Linked DNA regions of Rattus norvegicus: region 2 is linked to region 1. Evidence: chromatin contacts called from public Hi-C data. All regions are on one chromosome and are shown on one strand. Each heading gives the region's core, a stretch centred on a gene start, on an enhancer-like site or on the middle of the called end of the contact. The rest is flanking DNA. Distances are from core to core; before and after follow the strand shown. Region 1 has its middle 34 kb from the start of Eno4. Region 2 has its middle 13 kb from the start of Kcnk18.

What was found. Hi-C and Micro-C count contacts between places; a contact is called where the count stands out from the background.
Region 2: a contact with region 1 is called in a Hi-C map of Schwann cells, with 9 times the contacts expected there. The contact joins two enhancer-like sites. A contact is called at or near these places in 10 of 12 Hi-C or Micro-C datasets (the A7r5 cell line, Schwann cells, frontal cortex and 6 more) and 1 of 1 datasets of contacts at active chromatin or transcription factors (oligodendrocytes).

The regions. Positions count from the first base shown.
Region 1 is chr1:268,045,609-268,051,670 of GRCr8, reverse strand. It overlaps a transcript of Hspa12a not described here. Among named protein-coding and RNA genes, the nearest start is that of Eno4, 34 kb to the left of the region's middle. Within about 2 kb of position 1,645, at least 1 of the 93 cell types and tissues checked has an H3K27ac peak or open chromatin away from gene starts, as enhancers often do. A contact at or near this core is called in Schwann cells, where this site is marked.
Region 2 is chr1:268,344,562-268,350,092 of GRCr8, reverse strand. No RefSeq gene overlaps it. Among named protein-coding and RNA genes, the nearest start is that of Kcnk18, 13 kb to the left of the region's middle. Within about 2 kb of position 2,667, at least 1 of the 93 cell types and tissues checked has an H3K27ac peak or open chromatin away from gene starts, as enhancers often do. A contact at or near this core is called in Schwann cells, where this site is marked.

The DNA of each region.
Region 1 (6,062 bases), core at 396-2,895:
GCAGCAGAGGGAGGGACTGAGGCTGGGGCAGGGGCAGAGGCTGGGGCTCAGGTTGGAGCAGGGCCTGGGGCTGAGGCTGGCACAGGGCCTGGGCCTGGGCCTGGGGCTGGGGCTGGGGCTGGGGCTGGGGCTGGGGCTGGGGCAGGGGCTGGGGCTGGGGCTGGGGCTGGGGCAGGGGCTGGGGCTGGGGCTGGGGCTGGGGCTGGGGCTGGGGCTGGGGTTTAGAAGGTAAAGCCAGCTGGTGAGCGAGTATAGGAGTTGGGGGTTCGATCCTCCGAAGTCATGCGGGTGCTGAGAGGTAGGTGTACAACCTTCCTGTCTAGCCTCAGAAGGCAAAGACTGATCTCCCGAGTAAGCTGTTGAGTAGACTAGCCATTTGGAGAGGTCTGGGTTTGGTGGTGAGACCCCGTCTTAATGAATACGGTGAAAGGATGATCAAGAATGATTCCCAGCATCAACCTGAGTCTCATGCACACAGGAAAAATAGGAAGAGGGAAACAAAACAAAACAAACCATCACCACCTGAGCTTTCTGGGTGCCGGATGACTGTTTAACATATGAAAGCCTTACCCTGGCACACTATAAAACTCTGTGGGAAATTAATCTTTGAAAAGTAAAACACCCCATATTTTCTTATCTTAAAAAGAAAAAGAAAATTAATCTGGATGCCTGTGCTTCCTGTGTGTTTATACCGAGTCTATTCAGGTAGAGTGAAGCCATCATGAGGAGGACATTTGTTCTTGCTCAAAGGAGCCCAGCATTAGACCAGAAATGGGACACGTTGAAATCAATTTAGTGTCAACCACATCAGCCTTCCCAAAATTGTAGGTTTTACAGAACCTGAAAACGGAGCTTGTTTATTTGGTTGAATTTAACTGTGAATCATATGCTTCTGCAACACAGAGAGAAAAGTCAAAACAGATTGCAGGCAGGTCGCAAAAAGCTCCTCGGCAGGCTCACCTCGCCTCTCACCCAGCCCCCACTCAGTTATAGAGCACTGGAGGGGAGAGGAGAAATTATAAGGGTGCCGTCTTTGGACACCACCTTTGCTGTTTGCATTTTGAAAGGCTGCTGATGAGAGCTTTCGTTTGAATGGAGAAAATATTGGCACAGATCAGAGACCTGTAAGGTGACAGCATCACGGAGCCCAGAGAACCCAGGGTCGCCAATGAGACTTGCTCTGAAATTGTCCCATTTCCTCTAGCTGAGAGAGACTCTGTCTGGGGGACACAGCACAAGGCACCTCAGGGTAACTGTTGGCATCCAAATGGAGAGAGAGAGAGAGAGAGAGAGAGAGAGAGAGAGAATATGAATATGAATGAATTCTGAATGCTCCCAGGTACCTATGGGCACTGGATGCTTTTCATAAAGCCAGAAAGAGTTGGGCAGCTCAGTTCTCAATAAGGGTTGCCAGGGCTTCATGCCAAGTTGAGACTTCTGTTCCTGGGACTCAGCAGGGCTTAAGCACTGAGTGAGACAGAAGAGACCACTACACCTAATCCATTTGTGACAGCCTTGGTGACGTACTTAAGTCTCTTTGAGTTGTCCCACAAATCTAGGAAAACTGCTGGCTGTCAACTCCCAGAACCGGGGTGAGTAGGTGGGAAGGCTGAGGCTGGCACAGAAAGCTTTTGTTTCTCTCTTAAGGCCACCTCATCACTGGGGAGAATGTACTTGGCTAGCACTGACGCCAGGGGCAGCTGTAGCTACAGCCCACACCACTGTGAGAAGAAATCCAGTCAGCCCCAGGGCCGGTTTTCCTTTCCCCATGGTGGGTGCGTGGAGGGAGAGCTGTAGCAGGAAGTGGAGTTCATAAGGGGCCGAACTTTCATTTCTCTGGCTTGGTTGGGGGAAACCAAGCCAGAGAAATGAAAGATCATCCCCCACCATTGTTGTATCTCCCAATAGATTCTAAATACCAAGTGGTTCAGGTAAGTTATGTCTTTCAGAAAGGAAGGAGAAAACTAACTCATCTGCAAACTGACTCTGTGACCCTGCTCCATGGGAAGCACTCAGAACATCCTGCCACTCCCTTCTGGAACTTGCAGTCCATTGTCATAATGAGACAGGGAAGCACAGGAGGGTTCACCAGGTGTAGAGCCAGGGTGGGTGAGGAGGGCTCATCGGTACTCTCAGTGTGAGCATTTCTCAGAGGTGAGAGGCTGATGTGTTCAGAGGCCTCTTGTTCCTCTCCCTGTAAATCAAACTTTGTAAGGGCAGAGGAACAATGTGTGTGTGTGTGTGTGTGTGTGTGTGTGTGTGTGTGTGTGTGTCTGTGTCTGTGTCTGTGTCTGTGTCTGTGTGTCCATGTGCGTTTGCTCACGTCACGCAGCTGGATGTGGAAAGGTTGAATTTGAATCCATACCTCTTGCCATCCACCTAATGAGCTATTTAATGTTCAAGCTAATTCTCTAAGTTGCTGTCCCAGTGGATTAAATGACAGAAGCCTATTTTTGGGGACCACCCCAGACTGGAGGGTGAGCTGAGAGCTGTTTGTCTCTGGTGTGTGTGTGTGTGTGTGTGTGTGTCTGTGTGTGTGTGTGTCTGTGTGTGTGTGTGTGTGTGTGTGTGTGGTGTGTGCGCGCACACACACACACATTGTGCACATTGGGGGCAGTGAGGCACAGAGATGACTCTTGCCTGGGGTTCATTCAGGGCAAAGCCAGTCAAGTAAGTCCATGTTCAGTAGTTGAAGATGCCTTTGAACCTAGCAGGGCAAAACGAGCTGCCTGTCCAGGCTGTAGGAGGAGACAAGCAGACCCCCCAAAGGAGCACGGGTTCCGAGAGTACCAGTAATAACCATCTGGCCAGCTAGCCATAGCTCTCCTCCCTGATTGTGGTTGAGGAGCTTGGTTCTGGATGAGCCTGTCTAAGCAGGAACTCAAGCAGAAGGAAGTGGCTGTTCAGGTCAAGGTCATTTTATAGGAGGATTAGATTTTATTCAGAGACAATAATATGAGACACAGTGTGGCTTTAATCCCAGTTCAAAGAGAGAGCCCAGTTTTTGAGTTTCAGCGTAATACATGTTGTCTTGAAGCTGGGCAGGACCTCCCACCTTCCAAGCGTTCCAGCAGCTGGCTGTCCCCGTGGTCATTTCAGAAGCTGTCCCCCAAACCAGTCCCACTTGTTATAGGGAATATTAGTTAATTTTCTATTACTGTGATGAAACGCCATAACCAAGGCAAGTTATAGAAGAAAGTGTTTAATTTGTCTTATGTTTCCGGATGGTTAGAGTCCACCATGGCAGAGCAGGTAGGAATAGGTAAACACGTAAGCAAACAGGAAGCAGGGGAAGCTAACTCGTCTCTTGAAACCTTCCGGCTCACCCTCAGTGGCCACACCCACTAACTGGGGACCAAGCGTCCGCTTGCCTGAGACAGAGAACATCTCAAAGCACCGCACACACTGTGTGTGCTCTAGTTACAGTTGTGTGTTCCGGTTACAGTTTTGACTCAGAGCGGTGTGTTCAGCACAGTTGGCCTCTCAGGTTCTGGGAGAGAGCAGCATGCGTGTTCAGTCATAACGCACAGTTGAGAACCTGAGGCATCCTAGTGCCTGAGTCTTGGACTGTGAATCCCTCTGCCGTCCCACACTTAGACTGTAGGCCCATTGGGGTCAAGACACTGATCTTTCCAATGGGGAAGCGGCCCTCAGCCAGACCCGTAGAAGTGGGGAGGACTTCCACAGAGATTTTATTTAGCAAGACATAGATGGCTCCATAGAGAAAGCTGGGGCTCCGCCTGGTGGCCGACTGCAGAAAAACAGCCGCTGTCGGAAACAGGAAAAGCATTACGCTCTGGTGGGTTTTACTTCTGTGGGGTTTCCTGGGAGGAATCCCTGAAGAACCACCAAGAGCAGACACATCCTGGGAAAATAAAATAAAAACGTCTCCGTGGCGAAGACCTTGAGTACCTTTGCTAATCATCTTTAAGGGGGAGGGCTTGAATTGACAGATTGGTGACCAAATACTGTTCTGCTCAAGCTGTACCGGGGTCAGGGGGATTACCCCTTGAATTGCTTCCGAATCCTGTTAGTCCTCGGAACAGAGGGTGAGCTGGACTGAGTATCTTAGTTCTTGGGGATGTCCCGGGACTAGATGCCTTGTCTCCAAATCTCTGCCCTTTAGCTTAGCTGGGACATTGCAAAAGCCACTTTAGGGGTGGGGGTTCATTTCCAGTCCTGGGTTAAGTGAGGCTTGGGGGCAAAGGAGCAGCTTTGTAAGCCCAGGCAGTCAGCCCCATGTTCCCTACTGTGGATATGCTTGTCTACCCTGAGGTGCCTATGCTGATGTAGGTGAGGCACAGGGAGAGTTGGGGGAGGGGAGAGAACAGAGAGTGAAGGGCGTCCAATGCATCAAGAGGCTGGGTGTGGGAAGAGAGAGGTAGCTTCGAAGCTTGCTCTACCTCACTCCACCGGGTTAGTCATTTACCTCAGGGTTAATTTTAGAGCCCTAATCTGAATTATGTTTCTTATATCTTAATTATTAAAGTATTATTACTAATCATGATCTTGATAATAGCCGACCTTTGCTAAGTTCTAAGCACCCAGGACGTGAGTTTGTAAAACCAGATCTTGAGTTGTGTATAATTCTTCGATTTGCATAACGAAAGGACAAGACAAAGACACTATGACTCCCGGTGTAAACATACTTTTTTTGCCACACAAAACCACAGTATTATTTCATATTTCCCTTTGAATTCTGTCTTCTTCCCTAATACAGTTTAAAAGTAAGCTGTATTTCACTGCTATAAGTGGAAAACTAGCAGTTCCTGTCTTGAGTAAGCAGAATCTGTTGTTTAATTGAAGAGCCATGTGCCAAAGTACCATTGGAACTCAGTGTTTGAGCTGCCTGCAGTGTGGGTGGGTGGGCCTTCCCCACCAGAAACCCTGCAGGGAAGAAGGAAGCCATTTTGCATTTTGCAAACTGGGCTCTGTGAAGGTCTACCTGGAGACCTTTTCCATTTATTTTGCTTTATTCAAATTCTGAGATGGATGCTTGACTTGGTAAATCTTTAGCTTTTCTTATTTTCTTTTTTTTAGTGCAGGCCTTGAAGTCCTGGTATAGCAGAGGATAACCTTGAAGTCTCGATCCTTCAGCCTTCACCTCCCCAGTGCTAGGGTTATAGGTGTATGTCCCTGCCCCTGCTCTGGGATTTCTTTAAACACACACACACACACACACACACACACACACACACACACACACAAATACACGCATGCACACACATACATGGGCACACATACACACACATAGGCACACACATATACACACACAGAAATACACATATACACATACATGCATATATACACACACATACACACATGCAAACACATACACACATACACACATATACACATACTCATACATGGGTCCACATACACATACAGAGACAAACACACAGGCACAGACAAACACACAGTCACACACATATACACACACAAACATACATACATACAAGCACACACAAACACATATACAAACACACACATGCACACACTCATATGGGCACACATACACATAAACACATAGGTACACACATATACACACAGAAATGCACATATACACATATATGCATATACACACACATATACCCATACACACATATACCCATACACACATATACACATACATACATGGGCACATATACACATACATATACACACAGGCACACACATATACACACACAAACATACACACATATACACACAGGCACAGGCACACATATGCACACATACACACACATACAAACACAAACACATACATATGTACATATATACATACACAAAACACAGGTACACACACAGTACACATACAGAAGCACACACACTCTCCATTGCTCTGCTCCCTGTAGACTTTAATACAAAGTATTTTCAGCATTGCCCAATCACCCTTGTTTAATGTTGAAATGCAAATACCCAGAGTCCACCTTTTTCCCAGACGTGCTGTCGCGGAGGGTGCAAACATCTTGACACACATGTGTTCCTCTCATTTCTGTCCAGCAGTCTTCCTGAAAACTTCCAGAGAAAAGCCTTCTGACCACACTTAAAGTCTCCTATTTGTG
Region 2 (5,531 bases), core at 1,418-3,917, 300 kb before region 1:
GGCAGTGCTCCTTAGAGTAGTGGCAGTCATGAACCGCAAAGCCCATCAGAAAGCAGCCAGGTCTCTTGCTGATGTCCAGGTCTGTTTCTGTGTGGTTGTGTAAGAATGTGTGTGTTTTCACAGTGCCTCTGAGGTGATTCTTCTGGGCACTCATTCCTCATCTGTAAGATCAAGGGCTTGAAACATGCCATCCCCAAACATCTACACCCTAACATTCATTCTTCAACAAAATACAGAAAGATAGCGGTATCAAGGATGTGTGGCCTGTGATCCCAGAGCCTTAGCAGTTTGAAAAGCCTGAGGTTTTAGAAAGACAGCTTTGATGAAGCTGTGTCTGAGGGCTGTATGACATTCATTGTCTCTGTGTAAGCGCCATCCAAAAGTGCAAAATCAAGCACATTCCAGGAAAAGATTTCTCCCCATACCTGGGTTTTTAGAAAATTGCCCCTGGAAACTGTTGAGCATAGGCTGTGAGGTGTTTTTTTTAAAAAAGCTCTGTGAGTGGGTCTGCACTGTGTCTCTCATTCCACTGGAGCCAAAGGTGGTGTTTCTTTTGTTTATAGTATTAGTGTTATATTATTGGTGATCTCATTGTTCTTGTTTGTGACATGTTTACCTCAGTAGGACAGTTATTGTAGGAGGCAAGTCGGGGGCCAATCTGCCCACCGAACCTGCAGAACTAAAGAAAAAAGACTCCAATCTGTCCCGCAGGGTGCACATTACTCCTCTCTTGAATTGTTAAATTCTAATTATAGGCTGTTGGTCCCTGTTAGAGGCGTTTATAAGCCTAAATGCTGTTGCACACGGTCCTTTGCCAATAGGTGTGTTTTCGCTGTTGTTGTTGTATAAAACACGTTTGCGCATTTGAAGGACCAGAGCAGGTGAGTGTTCTCTAACCTGATGGAGGAGAAAAAGGTGGACTTTGACTCAGAACTGAGGGGTGGCAAAGAAAAAAAGGTCTACTTCATCTTAGTGTTTATTTAGGAGAAATTTCTGGAGCTCTCTTCCAGGTCTCTGACCAGTTGACACCTTTTTTTTTTTTTCTATTTTTTTTTTCGGAGCTGGGGATCGAACCCAGGGCCTTGCGCTTGCTAGGCAAGCGCTCTACCACTGAGCCAAATCCCCAACCCCCAGTTGACACCTTCTTAAGACACTCCTCTGACCATCCAAGATCTGCAGATCCCACAGCTTTCATTGTAATTGCCCCAGTTAGCCACCATATGGAGCTGTAGACATCATTGTCAACATGGAAGTCTACAGAGGAGTCATGTGGGACCTGTCAGTGCTTAGCACGATGCTCAGTGCACAGTAGGTGTCTTAGTAGTGTATTATGTCATAATGTTGTATTTGATAGTAGTTAATTATGATACAGAAGTCAATAAAAGCAGGAAGCAAGCCAGAAGGTCATGAGACATAAGGAAAATGCGCAGGGTGTGTCAAAGTAGAGCTCAGGAAACACTGTAAACCTCACTGAGAAAGACAGACAAAATAAACAGAATATGTGGTAGGATAGACCAGAGTACACTCACTGTACAGGAAGAGGAAGGGACGGTGTTATAAGGTGCAAACATCTGCATTAGGCTGAGAGCCGGTCACTTGGTGATGCCCTCTGTGGTCCCAAATACATTCTACAGCAAAAGCAAGAGGAAGCTTGTTTGTGTCCAGTCCCGGGTGTGCTTTCGCCAAAGAAGGGAGCAGATTTCTAAAGCAAAGTAGGTGCCGTTGCCACAGAATCCCTCTGTCTACTGGGTCTTCTCCTTCTCCCTCAGATACGGCTTTTACAGTCATCACATCACTAAGGGGGAAATCAATGAGGAAAGAGACATGGCAGAGATTGGAGATAATTCACGACTGGACTCGCTACTGTTGCTTTGGTAAAATATCCCGACAAACGTAATTCGCAGACAAGTTTATAACGGCTCACAGTCTTAGGGTCCAGCATGGTGGCAGGAGCTCAAGGCAGCTGGTCACATGGTACCCACAGTCAGAAAGCACACAGTGATGGGTGGGGGTTTTCACCTTGTGCCTCCTTTTCATTCAGTCTGTAACCCCAGTCCAAGGAAAGACACCACCACCTTAATTAACCTGATGTAGACAACCCCTCACGGACTTGCCCATGGCTGTTTCCTCCATAATCCTGAATCCCATCAAGATGATAAAACAATCACAGTGCTAGAGACCGAGGTGGAGATAGGTAGGAGAGAGAGTGAGAGGTCAAGAGAGGGAGCGGGAGGGAGGGGGAGGGGAGGAGGAAGAAGGGAGAGAGAACCAAGTATTGTTAACCCAAAACGTAGGTCCTGTCTCTTTCCTCTTGTATCTCATTGTGCTTTAAATTTATTCACTGCACCATACAATCTAAGCATCCAGTGATCCAACTTGATCTGAGCCCTTCTGTCCCATCGCCCCTAGAACAGCTCATCCGGCGGGGCACACGGAGGTCAATTTCACACACAACACACTGAAATGATGCGTTGTGAATTCTTTGCAAGGACTACTGGTTAGGGTGAAGTGAGGGTGAAACTAGTTTCTAAATCCAGCTTCCAGTAAAAAAATAAGCCATTCGACAATTCTTCATTGTGCGATGGGCTGAGAATACACCAGTGAGAAAGCAGCCGTGGCCTTTGCCCCCATGCGGCTTACAGAGGCAGAAAGGCAGTGGCAAGTCCTGCGTGATGTGGGAACGCCATCCATTCAAAGCCAGTGAGCGATGAATCAAGTGAAAGTCATAGCTGCTGCAGGCAGAGGGTCCCCGCAAAGACCATGTGACCCAGTGATGTCAACCTCCATCACTGTTTCCTGTGTGAGTCCTTCATTCGATGCAGGAATGCAGACCTGACCCTTGACAAGCACAGAGAAACCAAGAGCCAGGGGTATCCTTGGAGAAACGTGGTGTTCTAAAAGTGACTTTGTTTCATTCTGGCTGTCTTCAGCTTCCACCATATGCTAAAGGCACCACGGAGTGACGCTTGAAAGCTGACCACACACACGGCCAGGACTATTTCTTAGTAATAGATGGTGACCAAGGATACATGAGGCCCTAAGTTTGGCCCCCAACGCTGCAAAAGGTGGGCAAAAACTTTCCCTGGTTCTTGTCTTTTCCTAGAACTAATCTGAAACTCAAAAGAAATAACTCAAACCCAGCTTTTAAATCTTCACAATTTATTTAAACACTTCACTGAATTCCAGTCCTGGGAGAAATAGTCAAGATACCTCTTCGTTGGCCTAGGCAAAATTCTGCAGGAAGAATTTTCATCTTCATGGCAACCACATGAAGTAACATTAGTACTCAGAGAGGCATATGAATACCATGCCCAAGTCATCCAGCTAAGTGAGAGAATTCAAGCCTCCAGCTTAAGTCTCATAAAAAACAACAACAACAAAAAAAACAAAAACAAACAAACAAACAAAAAAAAAAACCAAAGGATCCTCCAGGAATCTGGGTACAGACAAAGTCTTAGTGAACTGGGTAGACCTCCATGATGCTAATGCGTACCTTCTCGGTTCTGAGGTTGTGTTGTTGGTGTTTGCACTATCCCTGGAGAGGACATGAACAAGTACCTACTTCCCTCACATAGGGAACCCATGACAGACTGAAGTGTGGATACCACCAAAGTCCAAACTTGGTGAACCCATGCATTCTATTGGAGTTACTTGCAGGAATATGGGCAAAGGGTTGCTTGCAGGAGCACAAATGACTCAAAGACAGCTAGCTACCATCATCTAAGCCCACCCAGTGTGTGTGACAGCTCATGAAAACTGGAAACCTGGAGCACACTGTATAGCAGGCAAGTAGTTCAACAGATTAGAGGATATCTCTTCCTGGCAGCTTATCTGATCTCTGCCTTTTCTAGGCAGTATATCTAGTTCAAGCCTCTTGCAGGCAGTTCTTCTTGCCTTAGAATGTCTCTCAGCAGTCCTTCCTGTTTATATAAGCTTGGTAGAGAGGAGCTAGTGCATCCGGTCGGTTTCAGGGACTTCCTGGAGCTTCTGAGTTGTTTCTACCCTTAGTCTTAAGGAACCTCTTTTAGAACATCAGGAATCCTGATGAGCTTCCCTCTAGGTTGTACAGAGCAAATCAGGAAACTACTGTACAACAGGTGGTACTAAAATTTTGGTGAGGGTGTTGTCTCTTGGGAACAGATTGGCTATGATTTTATTATTTGACACCCAGGAGCTCATTATAATCTTGTTTTGTCTTTTGGTAACATTTGAATCTACCCATAAGACGTTTATTAAAACAAGTGCTGGGCTAGGCTCTGTGATCAATTTCTTTACCCCCAGCTCTCAGAGAAGTTCATCTCCACAGGTAGATGATTGAGGGTCTGCTTTGAGAATGTGAAACACAAGAAGTAAAACCAGAAGTGTGCTTTACCTGGTTGGTCCACTGCATCAAATTTCAAGGCCATGTGTTCCCCAGAACAGTCCTGACAGTCATTATGTCCTCAATATTGCAGTGGACCCTGGCCCCTGACTTTCTAAGTGTGTACCAGACAAGTGACCAAGCCTCTGCCCTCCCTGAGAAAAGTGAGAAAAATGTAGTGGAGGTACAGAACAAGGTAGCTGTGCCCTGCTGTACAAGGCTGGAGTAGACCCAGTAGGCAGGCTAGATGGGTGTCCCTGCTGTTTCCTATTTGCAAACACCCTCAGTACAATTTTCCCCTTGATTTTGATTTGGAGGAACCCTCTCTCTCTGAAGGGGTTTTCAAAGCATAAACAGCAGTATGTATGTAGCCTTAGGCATCTGGGAACACTGCATGCCAGAACGGTTTACATCAAAGTTGCCTCCACATTTCATAATTCAGGCCTGAGACGTACAGGTGGACCAGTGGGTGGGGGTGACACCGTCTCTTAATAATCCAGGGAGATGCAAACATTTCTCCTTTATTTCTGACTTGGGAGAAGGGTTTTGGAAAGAGAAGTGTGTGTTTGTGCATGTTTGTACATGTGCGGCGCGTGTTTCTGTTCTCAGACTGACATTTACCTCGAATCTCCAAACAAATGGAGAAGTTATAGGGGGGGTCTCTGGAGAGCCAGGCTGGTGGTAAAGACGGCAAAAAGAGGTGTGAGTCTAAATCCAGCCACCAGGGGTCGCTAAGTCCCTTGCACGTTCTGCCGATTAAGCCTAGATAGCTCTGTGTCCATCCAGATGTTTACCCCTAGATCTATGGTGGCTATGTCTTGGATCAGAGTTAGGGCCAAGTGTTTGGTCCTTAGGTTCTAAGTCGACCCACAGTGTGGATAGTGCCTGGAGAGACGGCTGTGTCGGGGCAGGGCCTGGCTCCTGGGTTTACACTGGCCTTCTGAGGAACCCAGAGGTAACCGTAGGGAGTCAACTGCTGGGGGACCCCCACCAACCCTACTTGCTGATGTACTTAGCACAGTGACCTAGGCCTCTGTCTATGATAGGAGATGGTCGGGCTTTATGCTGTGAGGGTCCAAGTAGAGTCTGGAGGTGTCCCTCTTCAAGTCCCCTCTCCACCTCTACGGTCTTCCAGGGGACTCAACGGACTTCTTCCATGACCTGCGCAGGG